Linked DNA regions of Mus musculus: region 1 is linked to region 2. The links are chromatin contacts, called in public HiChIP or PLAC-seq maps. All regions are on one chromosome and are shown on one strand. Each heading gives the region's core, a stretch centred on a gene start, on an enhancer-like site or on the middle of the called end of the contact. The rest is flanking DNA. Distances are from core to core; before and after follow the strand shown. Region 1 overlaps Slc12a8 (solute carrier family 12 (potassium/chloride transporters), member 8). Region 2 has its middle 44 kb from the start of 1700007L15Rik.

Evidence for each region. HiChIP or PLAC-seq counts read pairs in DNA pulled down with a chosen protein or histone mark.
Region 1: a contact with region 2 is called in a FOXA1 HiChIP or PLAC-seq map of pancreatic cancer cells. The contact joins two enhancer-like sites. A contact is called at or near these places in 1 of 484 Hi-C or Micro-C datasets (CD8 T cells) and 6 of 115 datasets of contacts at active chromatin or transcription factors (embryonic stem cells, memory CD8 T cells, pancreatic cancer cells and 2 more).

The regions. Positions count from the first base shown.
Region 1 is chr16:33,578,048-33,583,877 of GRCm38.p6, forward strand. The region is part of intron 4 of Slc12a8 (solute carrier family 12 (potassium/chloride transporters), member 8); the gene reads left to right. Among named protein-coding and RNA genes, the nearest start is that of Slc12a8, 63 kb to the left of the region's middle. Within about 2 kb of position 2,769, at least 94 of the 459 cell types and tissues checked have an H3K27ac peak or open chromatin away from gene starts, as enhancers often do. A contact at or near this core is called in pancreatic cancer cells, where this site is marked.
Region 2 is chr16:33,334,085-33,339,827 of GRCm38.p6, forward strand. No RefSeq gene overlaps it. Among named protein-coding and RNA genes, the nearest start is that of 1700007L15Rik, 44 kb to the right of the region's middle. Within about 2 kb of position 3,342, at least 90 of the 459 cell types and tissues checked have an H3K27ac peak or open chromatin away from gene starts, as enhancers often do. A contact at or near this core is called in pancreatic cancer cells, where this site is marked.

The sequences.
Region 1 (5,830 bases), core at 1,519-4,018, 240 kb after region 2:
TGAGCCGAGGAATTGATGCAGAAGGAAGAGGGACCCTGAGGTGTCTCCTGTTAGGAGATACCCCAGACAGCACCTCACTCTGCATGAGCCTTGAAGGCTATGGGTGCCTGGAGCAGTGAGCTCTGCCAGCCTCTGAGGGGACATGGGAACAGATTAGAGCAGTAGAGCCAGCATGCTGCCACTGTCACAGGGCCACCTAGGTTGATAGCATATTACCCCAAGGCTAGTTCTGGCTTGTGGGGACCACTGTTAAATGTTGTTCCCAGTCCTCAAGTCCTGGTGACCAGAAGAGTCTTGGAAGTGGGAACATGTGGGCCAAGTATGACTCCTTAGAACACCTGACACTGAGACACCCAAACCTCTGCTTCTGATAGCCTCCTTGCCTGACTCCTTAGAACACCTGACACTGAGACACCCAAACCTCTGCTTCTGATAGCCTCCTTGCCTGCCTCTCCACTGCTGACACACCAAGCCCCCCCCCACCCCCCCCCGGTGTCAGCAAAGGGAGCCCAGGCTTCCACCTAAACTCAAGAACACACAGGGCTCTGTCCGTATCTGCACTGGACAGATAGATAACAGCAAGCCTAGCACTGATCTTTCCCTCCTGGGCTCTAGCCAGCCCTGTTCTGGGAATAGCCATGTCTGGGAGGTTATTGCTTCATAGCTGATTTCCCACTGGCCTCAACCAAGAAGTGCTTTTATTCCCTATTTCTATATGTGTAAAGCAGGCGGGAGCTGGGTCTAAATCAAGGCTGTGGGCTGTGATCTCTGAGGGGGCATGTGCAAAGAAATGGGTTCTTTTGGTTTTCTTTTTTATTGTGATAAAATATCTCTAAGGTGTGAGTTGATGTTTAAACCATATTTAGGTAAGCGATTCAGTGGGGTTAGCCACAGTCATCACTATATACAGCAGTCACCACCATCGGCTCCTGAAGGTTCCCTCACCTCAAATAGAAAACGAGTCCCCGGGCCCTGAGGAACTGTTCTGCCGTGTCTGGCTCTGAGTTTGTCAGGCTGGATGTTACACAGGAATGGACTCTTAGGACACTTGTCCTTTCACTTGGAGTGATGTTTTTAAAGACCACCTAAGTTGTAGTATGTCCAGTGTTTCATCCCTTTGTGTATGGTGTGAGTGAGTGTGTGTGTGTCTGTCTGTCTGTGTCCATCCATGCATGAGTCCGTGTATGCAGAGGCCAGAGGACAATCTTAGCTGCTGTTCCTCAGGTGTTGTCCACGGTGCTTTCGAGACAGGGTTTCTCACTGGCCTGGAACTCACCAAGTAGGTAAGACTGGCCAAGGAGCCCCAGGGATCTGTTTGCTCATCTCTGTTTCCCCAGTGGCAGGATTATAAGCGTGTGTCCCCACACCCCACTTTTAAGCATATGTGATTAGTGGGGCTGACGGATGACTCGGTGGTTAGAAGCACTGGCCGCTCTGTGTTGGACCTGGGTTTGGTTCCCAGCACTCAGGAGCAACTGTAGTTCCAGATGCAGGAGATCTGATGCCCTCTCTTGGCCTCTGCTGGCACCAGAACTTATATTTTCTCAGCTAGGCTGGAAGCCAGCAAGCCTCTATAACCCTCCTGTCTCCTCACCCTCATTGCTGAGGTTCTAGGCATCTATCTGCAGGGAAACCCAACTTGTGACAGGGATGCCGGAGGAATTTTGTTCTCATGACTGTAGGATAAGTTTTCCTGCCCTCTGAGTAAATTCTTTGGCTCTCTGCCTATTAAAATCTGGATTCTGGAGTGTTGAACTCAGGTCCCCTTGTTTGCCAGGCAAGTAGGTTACCAGCTACGCTTGCTTTCTAGCCACCACTTCATCCCTTTTCATGGCTGAATGATATTCCATTCCCCAAGTACACTACATTTTGTTTATGCCTTCTCCGGTTGTGAACACTTGGCTTGATCCCAAATGTTACTCTTAAGAATATTTTATGTTTTTGCATGTATCATGTGGTGAGACAGTATAGCCATACCAGAAAAATAGCTATCTGGTACATAATGGAAAAATAGTCAAATAGCCCCACAATAACAATACATATGATTGCTGCTACGGGGCCTGTGAGGACACATAGGGCTTGTTGAGTGGAGGCTTAGATTCCCTGGGTCCTGCCCTTACCTGACCAGCTGCCAATCTTGTGATATAGGACTCACTTTTCCTGGGCCTCAGCATCTCCATCTATAAAATGGGTGTCAGGGTAGAGTCCCTGGACCGTTCTCAGGTTCTGTGATGCTGCGCTGTCATCCATGAGATTCACTCTGTCACTGTTGTCTGTTTTCTGTGTTGCTGGGAATTGAACCCAGGGCCTTGTTCATGTTGAACACACGCTTTACCACTGATGTGCATACCCAGCTCCATGCCATGGGATTCTAGGGAGGCTTTCTGATTTGTTTCCTGGTTGGGATTGGCTTGGAGACTTGCGAGGCAGGAGCTGTGTGTTTCAGTGTGTCAGCCTGCTGCACAGCAGGAGTGTATCTCTGAGATGGTCCTGTGCACTACAAGGCCACTTGGCATCCTCAGCCATCTGCCTAGGGAGCATAGCCACATAGAAGTGGGGCAGGGGATGGACTTCTGGGTCAGAATTCCCCAGTGGCATGGAGCTGAGAGTGGGTAGCTAATTGGAGGAGGCTTGGGGTGGGGTGAGGGGTAAAATGGCTTAGAATTCTGTTGGGGAGGTCAGGTCAGAAGTTTAAGCATGGGAAGTGGATGCCAGAGGCAGGGACAGCCAGAAGGAGCAAGTGGTGACTGGGAGGAACCCACAGCTAGGGTGGAGACTTCCTGTCCAGCAGCCCCTTGTCCTGGCAGGAGAGCACATTCCTTTACCCCAGGAGATAAGAGGCCAGCTTTTCCTTTCTCAGGGAATCCTTCAGGCTGAGAGTTACACAGGCCAGGCCTCTGGGGGTGGGGGGTGGGTGGGGGAATCTGGGGCCACAGTGGGTGGGACCTCTCTAGTCCCCAAAGCAGGGCCCTAGTTGCCCCTGGAGCTCCTGGCTCCCTGCCAGGTCTCCCTGCATCCTTGGGATAGTTGTGAAGCCAGCACAGTGTTAGAATCTGCCCTGGGCCCCTCTCTCTGGGATTCCTACCTCACTGAGAAAATGTGCCAGGCTGTTGACAGCTTAAATGTCCAGCTGGGACAGCACTCCACATGGGATCTGGCACAAGCTTGGCTGCCCCAGTAGCTACTGCTTTCCTCTCCTTAAGGTGACGCTTTCTTCTTAGAGCCCAAGTCAGGCTTTGTCCTCATTTCTGGCATTTTTTTTTTAAAGATTTATTTATTTATTTTATGTATACGAATGCAGTGTAGCTGTACAGATGGTTGTGAGCCTTCATGTGGTTGTTGGGAAATTGTATTTTTAGGACCTCTGCTGGCTCCAATCAACCCTGCTCACTCTGGCCCAAAGGGTTATTTATTATTATACATAAATATACTGTAGCTGTCTTCAGACACCCCAGAAGAGGGAGTCAGATCTCATTACGCATGGTGGTGAGCCAACATGTGGTTGCTGGGAATTGAACTCAGAACCTCTGGAAGAGCAGTCAGTACTGAGCCATCTCTCCAGCCCCCAAGTACTTTTAAAAACAGAGGCCATTGGTCATAGAAGGCACAATTTGGCTGTTAGAAGCCATCTTGCAATAGGAAACGTTCAGCTTCCCTTCCACAAGGAAGAATGCTCAGCTCAGAGGAACCAGGCTGCTCTTTCAGAGTGTAGAGGTGGCAAGGGTTCAGTTGCTGGACACTTAGTCACTCCCCCATCAGAGCAGAGCATCTACCCCTCCTCCTCTGGCCCTTCATCCCCTTGGATGCGAGAATGTGTGTATGTGTGTGTGTGTATGTGTGTGTGTGTGTGGGGGGGGGTTGGTGGGGGTGTTACTGCTTCCTGGCAGCCTGTCCCGCTCAGGGTGGAGGCCTTCCCCAGGGACAGAGGAGGCTCCAGGCTGCTTTCCTTGGGTAATCTGGGTGGACCCTGCAGGCCCAGCCCCATTTCACGTTTCCCTTCTGGCCCCTGCTGAATGTCCAGCCCTCTCTTCATGTTTTCTCTCTGGGTGGAGTCTCAGACTTGGAGACCTCATTCACTCCTCCACAACCCCTCCTCGAACGACCAAAGTTACCAGGGATGAGGCTAGAGTGCAGGTTGAGGGCTGCTCCCAGCTCACTGCCCAGAGTTCCCTGGGGCCTCTTTCAAACCTGTCCTATCTCCTCTTTCTTCTCTGCAGGCCCATTAGCTGTACACACTGGATATGGTCTATCCTTTTTAGGATTTTCTTTGAGGCCACCTCTTACTCTGAAGCCAGCCTCGAACTCTTCAAGCACCTGCCTCAGTTTGAGGTCCCCGGCAAGCCCCACCACATCCAGCTCAAAACACTCTTACTGGACACCTCTAATTGTCCTGGGCAGGGGGAATCCATCATATATGGCCTTGGCAGTATCTGGGGTTTCTCTTCGTTTGACTCTTGCGTCTTCTAAATATTCTGCTTCTGTCCTGCACACTAGTGTCCTTCGTGGTTAAAGTGGCTCGGTCTCTGTAAGTTTACGTGTGCATCCTGTGGGGTCTGAAAAAATGATGTTTCTCTGGAGTCATCACCACCTCTGGCTCTTACAATCTGCCCACATCCTCTTCTTCATAGAACTCCTAACCTTGGACGGAGGCGTTTGATAAAGATATCCCATTTAGGACACAGTGTTCCAGAGCCTCTCACTCTCTGGATGGTGTCCAGTTGTGGATCTTCTTGTCGTTGGCTCTCATCTACTGTAGGAAGAGGCTTCTCTGATTGGATGGAGCGATGCTCTGATCTGTGGATATAGCAAGGTGTCATTTTATTGCTATGTTGTTGTTATTGTTTTAGCAGAATAATAGTGTTATGTTTTCGCTAGGGACCATGACCGAGGAAGCCTCAGGTTCTTGAGCATGGTAGCAGTGTCACACACGGGAATGTACCAAACGCCACTCCTAACCAGGAGCTGTTTGTAATTGATTACTTTCTGGGAAAGAAACAACAACAACAACAACAAAACAACAACAACCCAGTTTTCTCCAATGGTGTGTCACTAGGAATATCAGCCACATTCTAGGTAGGCCTCATGCCCAGGAATTATTGGACAACATAAAAGTCTCTGTGGTCTTGGTTTGCGTGTGTGTACTTTTTGTTTTATTGTGGTATTTTTTGTCTTACTGATTTTTTTCTTTATTTTTATCTGTTTTGATTTTGTGGTTTTGTTTGTTTTCCTTATTTTGTTTTTGTGTTTTATTGAGAAAGAGAGAGAGAGAGAGCGAGAGGGAGAGAGAGAGAGAGAGAGAGAGAGAACACAAAGTTGGTTGTGGGGAAGAATTAAGATAGAGAAAAGAATATGATTAAAATATATTGTATGAGAATTAAAAAAAATACAAATTTTAAAAATGGCCCAGTCAAGCAGACCATACCCCTGCCCTTCTTCCCTCTTTTCATCTCTCATTATCTGCACTCAGGAAAACCACAAATCACTGTTGACCCAAAACCGTGGAAGATAAAACCATTCAAGGCCCTAGACAGGTTGTAGCTGCGTTGGTGATGCTGGTTGTCATCTGCTGGTTCCCAGTGGCAGGGCAGGAGCTTCGGGGCAGTCTTATGCCTGGACTAGATCTCACACCCAATGCCCAGGCAAGAGGAACCCAGCTGGGATCTCTCCCCAGGCCATGCCTCCCTGTGATCAGGATCCCAGAGTGGGGCAGATGATAATGCTAAAGCCCAGGCTGACAGGGTCCCTGCTGCTAAGCGCCTCTTGCCCCTTGTTGCCGCTGTGAGATGGGCACTCTTTGAACACTCCTTTTCCTCACCCCTCTGTCAGGCTA
Region 2 (5,743 bases), core at 2,092-4,591:
CCGTGCCTGAGCCTAAGCCAGATCTCCTAAGATAGTCGGGTAGCTGTTGAGTGTGTTCAGTCACCTTCTTTTGAGATCTCTTGGAGATGTGGGATGGGCACCTCCGGCCTCCCCTGCTCTAGAATGCCCTAAGATGCGCTAGATGGGTCAGAGGCAGACCTCTTCTTCCAGAGCAAAGGCAAGTTCACAGGGATGCCTCCACATCCTGAAAGGATGGCCAAGGTAACCAGGAAGTTGGTGGACAAGGTATCAACTTCAAAAGCAAAGAGTTCAAGTCACTTTCCCTGTGGCTAGAAACCTTTAAGATGTTACAAAGCAAACCTTTATGCTCCAAAGCAGCTTTGAAGTTTAAAATGTAAAGCAAGCGGGGTGTCACCCTACGGAAGGGAACATTTGAAATTCCCAAAGAGCTTGTCAGGATTTCAAAGGAGAAGAATTACAGGTGAAAACTGACTGATGTCTAGAGGCAGCAAGGGCTAACGGGACCACAGTCGCCCCAAACCTCCAGGTCTCTCTGTTTAATGCATAGAAATGAGTTATAGGACTGCAAGGACAGCCTTCTGCCAGACAAGAGAACTGTCCAGAACCACTCCTCTGTAGGGCCAGATGAGACCTAGGAACAGTCTCAGCAAAAAGACCCTTAATGTCTTCTTAGAAAGGTCCATGCTACCTGTCATGTGACACTATTCCCCAGGGAAATGTGAACAAATATGTACTCACCCCAAATAAGGAACCAAAGATTGACCAAAGATCAGATACCACCAGAGATCAACTCAGAGAACCATTGAGTTATACTGCATAAAAGAATATGGCTGAGGGGTTACTTATAGAAGCAGAAATTACTCAGAGACAGCTGCATCACCAGAGCCTACCCAGCATGGGTGACGGCTCATGAATACTATAGTGCACTGCGCAGCCTGCAGGCAGCTCAGCAGGATGAAGAATGTCCTTTCTAGTAGTTAAGTTGGTCTGAGCCTCTTCCAGGCTTCCCTGAGCGTCTCTCTGTTCTAACGGCTTGCGTTTGCTTAGGGACAGAGGGGCCTAGTGAATCTGATCAGTTTTAGGAACTTCCTGAAGCTTACAGGTGTTCACTTCTTAGCTTAATGAGCTTCCGTGTGTTTCACTTCCTTGTAAGCATCCTTTCTCACAGTGAGCTTCCCTCCAGGAGGAAAGGTTTTAATCTTGGAAGAAACTGCCACACAACACCACTTAAATAGAACTGGGTGAGTTAAACTGGGTCCTTTAAGATGCCCTCAAAGTAGCACCATGCTGCACCCATGCAGACACAAGCAATAAACCCTTTCTCTTAGCCAGGCATGGTGGCGCACTCCTTTAATCCCAGCACTCGGGAGGCAGAGGCAGCTGGATTTCTGGGTTCAAGGCCAGCCTGGTCTACAAAGTGAGTTCCAGGATATCCAGGTCTATATAGAGAAAGCCTGACTCGAAAAACCAAAAAACAAAACAAAACAAAACAAAACAAAACAAAACAAAAAAACAAAACCAAAAAAAACTCTCTCTTCTGGTTGAGCATTTCCTTCCTTCCTTCCTTCCTTCCTTCCTTCCTTCCTTCCTTCCTTTACTTTTGGTTTTTATTTCTCTGTGTAGCTGCCTGCCTCTGCCTCCCAAGTGCTGGGATTAAAGGCATGTGCCATCACTGCCTGACTCTTTGTTTTTTAAGATTTTTTAAATTATTATTATATATAAGTATGCTGTAGCTGTCTTCAGACCCACCAGAAGAGGGTGTTAGATCTCATTACGGATGGTTGTGAGCCACCATGTGGTTTCTAGGATTTGAACTCAGGACCTTCAGAAGAGCAGTCAGTGCTCTTAACCGCTGAGCCATCTCTCCAGCCCTGGGTGAGCATTTTGTTTTGTTTTGTTTTGCTTTCTTCCCCTTCTTGGTATAAGATGGTTTCCAGAGTCCTCACTACCTGGTTGTTCTCTCCAATCTGTCAGTGTGCATCTTAAAATCTGACACCCAGAACCAAACACTGGGTATGAAATATCAGATGCACCGGACCTGGCGGGGGAGGGTGTGTGTGTGCTTCTCTGTAATTAGAAAGGACGCCAATCCCAGGCTGGGTCAGTCCTGGGACAATGGCATGCGCTGAGGCAGACTGAGACGGTCTCACTCAAGGATAGGAAAACTATGTGGTCAGAGAAAAACAGCTAAGGGCTAGCACCAATTTGTAGCACCCAGAAATAGTTATGAATGCAGGTTTGCAATTTACTCCTTTAGTTTTCGTTAGGAAATATCATGAAAATGTGTGTGGTCTATTCAGGTATAGTCTCTGGAGGATAAAAAATGAGGAAGGCGACAGGAGGAAGGGAGATGGGGGGGAGGGGGACGGGGAGAGGAAGAAAGGGTGTGGGGAAGGAAGGGAGGGAGGGAGGGATGGAGGAGACTGGCCTTGCTGTGATGTTGGCTGAAAACTCAGAGGTTTCGATGTCAAACTAGAAATGATATAGAATCACTAGCTGGTCCCTAGCCAGAAGCTGGTAGAATATTCTAGAAGGCAGGCAGGGACTAAGAGCAATAGTGGGTGTTGGCTTTGGTCTCCTGATCCCCCTGCCTGGAACACTGGGAAGCAGGCTATGGGCTAAGGCGGTGCCCCCCACAAATGTAAGCGGTGGTTCTCTTAGCTCCCTCACTCCCTTGTTCTTGTCTTGCCCCAGAGAGACAGGGCTCTAAAGAATGCTCTAGAGCAGTGGTTCTCAACCTGTGGGTTGTGACCTTCATGGGGGTTGCCTATCAGATATTTATACTGTGATTTATAATTAGCCAAATTACAAAGTAGCAATGAAATAATTTTATGGTTGGGGGGTCACTACAACATGAGGAACTGTATGCAAGGGTCACAGCATTAGGAAGGCTGAGAACTACTGGCCTAGAGAGTGTCCTGTCTACACGGCATGGTGTCGGACACCTGAAACCCCCAGCACTTGGTAGGTGGAGCCAGAATGATCAGGGAGTTCAAAGCTACAAAGCAAGTTCTGGACCAGCCTGGGCCACATGAGACTCTGCCTTGAAAAAAAAAAAACAAAAACACAACAAAAAGAAACAAAGAAGAGGAGGAGGTTTGGTCTGGACAGAAACAAGACAGGGATTTCCAAGGGTAGTGGGTCTGCTTCAGCTCTGACCTTCAGCCAGAAGTGGCCAGTCAGTGCCAGTCCCACAGCAAGGACAAAAGTGAAGCTTCTGTGCCCTCCACCAGGAGGCAGGCAGCCTCGCAAACCAACGGTGATGTCATCATTTGGCTTGCTCTTCATTTCTGCAGTTTGAAAGCTGAACCTGGCGACTCTCCCTCTACGGTGAGGATGTGCATACCTTTCATTCAACAGACCAGGCTCCAGATGGAAGCTCAGGGGAGGGCCGCAGTCTCTGGAGGCCCGGGGTAGGGACTGGCCCACAGGAGGGCGCCCCTGAGCCCATTAAGCAACAACTACCAAGTCCATCTTTTGTTTGTTTATATTTGATCTCTAACACGTCACCATCTACAATGACTCTATAATACGAGATTTCCTGGTTTTGCGAGTGACTCGTAATCGATCAGGAAGCGTTTGTTCTAATTTCCCTCCAGGATCACTGTCTCCTGGAAATACTCTCCTAAATTTAAAAAGCGCAGACAAGAAAGGTAGGTGAACCGAAGGCAAAAGTGGTGCCGGGGGACGTTGTTTTGGTTTGGTTTGATTGTTTGTTTCTGAGCTACCTGAGTGTGCCGAGGTCATGAAACACTGTCTCAAAATCAGACGGAAGCAGGGTCTGTGGGAGGGCTCAGCCCACAAACGCCACCCTCAAGTCTGATGACCTGAGTTCAACCCCTACCCCCAGAACCCACAGCTAGAAGGCAAGAACCGGTTCCTGCAAGTTGGCCTCTGACCTCTATACACATGACATTCACCAGTTCTTGCCCACAAGCGCACATGCAAAATACAAAGTAGATATAACAGTACAAATTTTAAATCTTGCCTGGTGTGGTGGCGCATGCCTTTAATCCCAGCACTCAGGAGGCAGAAGCAGGCTGGTTTGAGTCCAGCCAGGTCTACAAAGCAAGTCCAGGACAGCTAGGGCTATTCCACAGAGAACCCATGTCTAGAAAAACAAAAACAACAAAAATTAAAATCACACAAACACAACAAAAGAAACCGCCATAGAGGACTTCCATCAAGGGCCAGTCACCTTTTGGAGGGGGAAAATACCACAGCAAGCTCAACCTATTATTTAAATCTGTACCCCTTATGTTGGGACTTGAACCTGTGCCCTTCATAAGCACCTTCCCACCTACCTACAGTCCTAACCTATACCAGGGTTTTAAACATACGAAGCTGGCATCTGGCCCAAGTGGATCCTTCCAATCTCTAATAGCTCCAACACGCGGCCTAAATACTGCCTGCTAAAATCCATATTATCTCAGTAATACCAGGTTCACCTTTGAGAGAAGGAGGCAGGCTTGCAAACAGACTCTGTGAGATGAGCATCGGCCCAGAGGAACAATGGTGTTTGAGGAGGAATTTAAATGTGCTGAGCATGTGGGCCTGTCCAGAGTCACAGGAAGCAAGATGTGTTTGTTCATTCATTCATGCATGTGCTTGTTTAACAAATATTTATTGAGGGCAACTCTGTGTCCACAGTGTCTGTTTGGCTTTCAGGTCCCTCGCTCTGTTGAGGGAGGGACAGCATATTTATTTATATTCTGCAAGGGGCAGGGTAGTCCTGGTTAAGACGGCACATTCCCTCTGAAATTTCATGAGCTCTTAGCAGCCTCCATGTGTACAAATGCAGGCAGGAAACGCATGCATGGGTGTGATTAGATGACCCGAATACAGGCTTGCTCAGTGTTCCCACTCTATATTCAAGTGTCTCCATCTCTCTGTTTTTAAAAAGATTTAATTTATCTTTACTTGTGTGTGTAGCTCACATGTGAGTACAATTGTCTTCAGAAACTAGGAGTGTTTGACCCCCCAGAGCTGAAGTTGCAGGCAGTGTGAGTTCCCAGCGTGGATGCTGGGAGGCAAAAGCTCGTATTTTGCAACAGTAGCAAGTGCTCTTAACCTTGGAGCCGTCTCTGAGCCCTGGACCCATCTCTTGATGCATAGGCTACTCTTTCTCTCTCTCTTTCTTTCTTTCTTTTTGTTTGTTTGTTTGTTTTTGTTTTTGTTTTTTTTTTTTGAGACAGTTTCTCTGTGTAGTCCTGGCTGTCCTGAAACTCACTCTGTAGACCAGGCTGGCCTTGAACTCAGAAATCCTCCTGCCTCTGCCTCCCAAGTGCTGGGATTAAAGGCGTGCACCACCACTGCCCAGCTACTACTCTTTCTCTTTTATCCCAAGAAAGAAGTGTAGAATGCTAACCACTCCATGTGTCCTCAGGTCTTTCCCCTTCTGATTAATTTGAGCCCCTTCTCAACTAACCAACTAACCAACCAACCAACCAACCAACCAACCAACCAACCAACCGACTCCTTCCTTGCCAGCATCTGGACTGTCTTCTCTCTTCCATGCCCCTGACTTTGATAAGCAGACCTAGTTCCCACCCCTCCCCCCTTTCTTACACAAACAACCTTGCTATTCTGTTACTCTTCAAACTACCAAGCTTTTCTATTACCAGGCAGCCCAGGCTTTCTCAGAGACTACTTTGTCTCAGTTCAGTCCATCCCCTCCCTGGAGACTAGAGAGCGGGACCAGACCTGCAAAGGTGACTACTGGCTTTTCAAGAGAGAGCATTTTCCTTCTGGCTGTCATTCT